Linked DNA regions of Mus musculus: region 1 is linked to region 2. Evidence: chromatin contacts called from public Hi-C data. All regions are on one chromosome and are shown on one strand. The core of a region is the stretch at or near the end of the contact, and the rest is flanking DNA. Distances in the headings are between cores, read along the strand shown. Region 1 overlaps Arhgap24 (Rho GTPase activating protein 24). Region 2 holds the start of Arhgap24 (Rho GTPase activating protein 24).

Region 1 (2,700 bases), core at 196-2,695, 160 kb before region 2:
CTTTTGGGGCTTAAAAATGGCCTTGTAAGATCATTTACAACAAGCTAAAATTTCACTTTATCTTCTCACAGACTGGAAATGAAGCTGACTAGGCAGGAGATTGTAGAAACCAGAAAAACAACATATTATATGAAACCCAAGTCACATCAAAGTCAGCAACTATCACCATTTTCCCAGTAAAGAAAGCTGAGGTGAAATGTTCTAAGCTTAGTGCAACTGAGGTCACATATTAAAAATGCATCTAGTGTTCCTGGTTCAGTCATACCTGGTGCAAACAACCTCCGTTGCAGTAGCATCAAAATTCCTAAGAAACAAAGACATTTTCAGGAAAGTTTGACAATCTGTGGTTAAAAAAATAAAAACTAAGTTAAAACAAGACTATTTTATTGAGTACTTTCTCTTATAACCATTGAAAATCTGGAAAATACTAATACAAACTGATACAGAAAGAATTGTGTTATTATGCATTTAAAACTATCTTCCATTCACAGGGTATCAATGTTATAAGACATAAGTGACAGGGGCATGTGGTCCCTGTGGTAATGACTTTGAAATGACCATTGAAGGTTGAGATCCTCTCTGACTTTGTGAAACTTCATCTGTTTACATCTGTTTTCATTGACGTAAGAAGAGTTACGATTTAAGAAAAAAAAACCTGTCTATCTTCCTCATTTTCTTCTGCCTCTTTTATAAAACTAAAGCATACTTCTTGGTTTCAGTCCGTTCCCCCCCCCCCCACTTTATTTTCTCTGTATACTCCCCACAAGAGTTATATTACATAGAGATGCATTATTATCGCTGCCCATATGCATTAAAAATCAAACAAAGCCAAGAGTATGTCCCATGTTGAGTGGAGTTGAGTTGAGATAAATATCTCATCAGGGGTGAGTGAATTATGTCCCCAGGAGCAATGAACTTCTTAGACAGTTTGCTTTAGGCTAAAACACTGAGTCAAAACTTTAGCTTTTTGTCCTCTCAGATGTGACCACACTGCAGATGCTTTTGCCGCTCAGCATTCAGAGAATTTTATTAAATCCATTTGCCATGTGTTTCCATTCAGGCAAAGCCTCCATTCTCTACGAATACATAAAGTACACACATGTCTGTCTACCGACCTCGCTGTCATTCAGCCTTTAGTTTGTACTAATGGGGAGCTCACTGGTTTCTTGAGCCTCTGTTGGGACCACCCAAGTAATTCCCAGTCCTAATCAGCAGATTGTAATCAGTGTCCAACCAGAGAATTTCTGAACTAAGAGTGAAGATTTTCCATTCCTAACAGCTTGTTTCAAATTCATGCTTTGTTGATAATATTTAGTTTACAGTAAGGTGAAGTCATGCAAAAGAAAAAAAAGTGAAGCTTTTTGAAACGTATAAGGGTATCCAATCAAGAGAGGTTGTCACTAACAATCAGACAAGGACTATAACGGGTGACTAATGTAGTCGTAAAAAAAAGGAAGTATTTAGGTCTGGTGTGGCCATAAGAAGGAAGAAAAGACCTGATGAAGGCTGAGGTTACAGTCTGTGGCTATTATTTCCCTATGAAACTTACCTTCAAGAATCCTCTAACTATACTTACAGGCTAATTAGAAAGCCCCCCAAGTGAGTGACTTAATTATTACAATGGAATACTTCTTCCTATTCAAAATACACTTAATACATTCTTTGGGGGGGGATCTTCAAGGAATAAATAGTGTACATTATATCGTCACAAGACCACAAAACCTTAGAATAATTTAAAGAAGTCTTTTATTTGGATTTTGCCCATTGGAAGAAATGCTGTAGAAGGGAAAATCCTCATGGGGGGGGGGGTATCTCCAAAAGCAATGAGAATTAACTTTGGTCTTTCCAGCAATGGTAGTGTATTAAAAATTAGCATACACACTAGTTCTACTTCACATCAAACAGGGATACATAGAGGAACTCTACAAAAATTCCCACTTCCAGCTTGGACTTCCATCCCTAAGCTGTGGTTCGCCTCTGCCTACATGTCTGCTGACAGCCTTGATTCAACTGGACATGGCTGGAGTTGAGCTGCCTGTCCTTTACCAGCCTCTCACCTCAGAATCCTACCTTCCCTCTGGTTATGTCTGCCTCTGGGTGGCAGCTTCATCCTTCGGGAAACACAGCCAAAATTTTTGACTTCCTTCCTTTCTTTATTTTTTTTTCTTTCTCTTTTCTTTTCTTTTCTTTTCTTTCCTTTCCTTTCCTTTCCTTTCCTTTCCTTTCCTTTCCTTTCCTTTCCTTTCCTTTCCTTTCCTTTTTTTGTGCCATTTTAAACAAAATGAAATATAATTACATAATTTCCTCCTCCTTCCAACCTCAGTCATGTTCCTTCCCCCTTGGAACCTCTCAAATTCTTGGCCTCTTTTTAATTATTGTATAAGCACACACACACACACACACACACACACACACACACACGGGCGCGCGCACACACACGCACTCACAGGCACACACACACACATGTAAATCTATGCAACCTGCCCAGTTCACTCAGTCCTGCTTGTATGTGAATGATTTCTCAGATAACAATTGGATTGGATACCTAGCTAGTGAGCTCATCTTTGGAGATGATTAATTTTTCCCCTGTCCAAAGATCTTTTTTTCCTGCAGTTCTTTTTCAAGTGGTGGGGCCTTGGGAGATTTTCTCCTTCCAAGTTAGCCTCATATCTACTGGTATGGTCACTGTCTGGATCTTAT
Region 2 (2,700 bases), core at 135-2,634:
TTTTAAATACCACTGCAAATGTCCCCAGATTCGAATCAGTTTCTCTTATTTAGTAGTAGACCCAACAAGACAAAACTTTATACTTATGAGTAAGCAAAGCTTTTACACTTTGTATATTTCAGGCACCTCACCTGACTTTCTCATTTCCTTTTTGAAGAATGGGATGAAACAGTGATGTTTTGGAAGCTAAACGGGACTAATCTGTAATATGGTGAGTAAAGGGACAAAAACAAACACACTAGGGAGAGACTTACTCAGATGAGTTGGAACAGATTACAGTGGAGCCAGGAGCTGGGTCACTAGCCCATATTAGACAGCCTAGCATCTCAAAGGCATTCCGCCTAATAATCTCTCTTTGAGGACTTTCACAAGAAATACTGCTAAAGTTATCTTTAATAAGAATGTACTGCCTGCTTCTCTTTTAAAGTAGGTGGATACCTCCTCAAAATACTACTCCTTCAAGAAGTCTAAACCCATCTGTGTGTCTTAAAATCCACCGAAGATTACCACTTTCCGGTACAATAGTAACACAATATATACTGAAATCTACCTCCACACGCCAGTTGTCTAGGCAACTCTGAAACTAGCTAAAACATCAGCAGATGAAAGGAGAAGGTAGACGGCGGGAGTAGAGACTGTATCAGTTGCATTTGTTTTGTAAGTCAGAAACACAAGATGCCTGCTTGTTGTGTTTTACACGCAAGCGAGTGCTCTCGCGCGCGCGCGCACGCGCACACACACACACACACACACACACACACACACACACTGAACCAGTATGGTCCCAGCGTTGCTCCTGGCTCACAGCAGTTACCTCCCTATAGCCTGAAGCTGCTATCCACCCACCCTCCGGGTGGTTTCTCCCCCCCTCCCCCCAAGCCCCAGCTCCACAGCAGCAATCAAATCACCTACCCTGCCAGGGATGCCGGACCTACAAGGGATGGCTGGCGGCTGCTCCGATGTCCAGGCTCCTAGGACTGGCCTAAAGATGAGTTCCAGTCGGCAGGGTGCCCTTTACTTCCCAGGGCGAGCGCAGAACCCCATTCGCCAGGCCTGCGTGCTGCTCTCAGAGGAAGCCCGGGCAGCCCCAGAGCCACAGCTGCATGGAAAGTTGGGGGGGACTCCCCCAGCAGTCGCTGTCTCGCTCTAGTTCTGTCCCCTCTGCAGCCTGGGCGGCCCCGCGGCCCCGTGATTCCCTTCCGAGTCCCACCGGCTTTCTCTCACCCGGGCTGAATTGCCACATGCACTTGAGAAATCCTAGCAGTTGCGCAAAGAGTCAAGAAGTTAGAAAGAGTGATTGTGTGTGAATGTGTAAATATACAGTACAAGAGGCTGGAACAACTGAGTGGGGCCAGCCCGCAGACGCAGCCGGGTTTCGGGTTTCAGTTGGCAGCTGGCGGCTTCAGAGGACCCAAGCAGCACTGGTGGGGTGGCGGGAGCCCCGCCCTGCACGCCAGCCTCACCTCCAGAGCAATGCTGGGCGGGCGCCCCATCAGACACCACTGCCTGGGCCCTCTGCAGTTGGCTGCGTTCATTTCAGCCCAAATGCAGCATGAGGGCATGCTGCTCACAGATCTGTGGCTATGGGTGAGAGAATGTAAGGAACCCAAAGCCCCCACTCTTGTGTTCCTTCAGCAAGCCTCACACACTGGTTATGCGCGCCCTGCCACCATCTCTGCCAAATCTTATTTCTCCAGCTTAAGCTTTATTCCTAAAAACGTATTTAGATGAGTGTGCTCTAGTCAGGCATTTCGAGAGATGTTAAGTGTAATAAACCGTCTTGACATGCTTTTAGAGTTCTCAGAGCAAGGTGGCAAATATATTCCTGATATAGACTGCCCCAGCCCCCAGCCCCCAGCCCCCAGCCCTCCCCACTCCCACCCACTGAGCGCTTACTGTTCTAGGTGTTTGGCACTCTTAGGTTTCCTAAAGCCTGGTGTTTTGGATTTTGTCCTTTGGGATGTCCAGGCACATGCTCAGGCTGACGAGCATACAAGCCTGGATGGGCACGAATAGGTATTTTGCTTTTGTTGCCGTCAGGTTTCCGGGGCGGGGGTAGGGATGAGTCTGCTCCATCCCAGGCCGAGGTCCCACTAGAAAATTGATTTTTCTGGCAGGAGACACCTCAGCCCTTTAATGAATGAAATTAAGTTCGGGGGGGGGGGGAATAAGCTCTTTTGCCTGATCCTTTAAAATGTGTGTAGAACCCCTAGCCAGAAGCCATGTGGCCTGTGTTTCTAATTGGTGGGATAGATGACCTTCAGCGGCTCACAAGGCCTTGCATGTTGTAATGGCGGACTGTTAACACTGTCAAGTGACAGCCTGTGGGCAGTTCTAAATGAGAACTGCAAAACAATGAGATTAACCAAAATGAAATCTGCACACATTCCATGCCCTGAGAGCCCCTGGAAGACAAGTGTCAGTAGGTATGATTCAAGACTGTGACATTTCAAAAAGGCAAGACTGCTATTAGGTTGGGAGCCTACTTTCTGGTTATAACAAATGTTACCACAGCAATTCAGACCCAAGGTGACACAAATTAAACTCAGGGAGGCTGCCCGGCAGATCCCAGGCTGAGAGATTAAGATACATCCCATCCTTGTGTCCAAGGCCTTTGGCCTTCACACCTCTGTCTCCATCGTTTCCACTTGACACCATCTCACCAGCCAGTGTGATGTATGGGGTTCTTAGGCTAGAGAG

Evidence for each region. Hi-C and Micro-C count contacts between places; a contact is called where the count stands out from the background.
Region 1: a Hi-C map of peritoneal macrophages shows a contact between it and region 2, with 3 times the contacts expected there. The contact joins the enhancer-like site here to the promoter of Arhgap24 in region 2. A contact is called at or near these places in 3 of 39 promoter capture datasets (cranial neural crest, liver and maxillary cranial neural crest) and 3 of 484 Hi-C or Micro-C datasets (myeloid progenitors, nephron progenitors and peritoneal macrophages).

What each region holds. Positions count from the first base shown.
Region 1 is chr5:102,638,751-102,641,450 of GRCm38.p6, reverse strand. The region is part of intron 2 of Arhgap24 (Rho GTPase activating protein 24); the gene reads right to left. Among named protein-coding and RNA genes, the nearest start is that of Gm30396, 8.8 kb to the right of the region's middle. Within about 2 kb of position 1,445, at least 11 of the 459 cell types and tissues checked have an H3K27ac peak or open chromatin away from gene starts, as enhancers often do.
Region 2 is chr5:102,480,075-102,482,774 of GRCm38.p6, reverse strand. Arhgap24 (Rho GTPase activating protein 24) reads right to left here and starts at 1,384. Exons shown (of 10, transcript NM_029270.2): 1 at 913-1,384.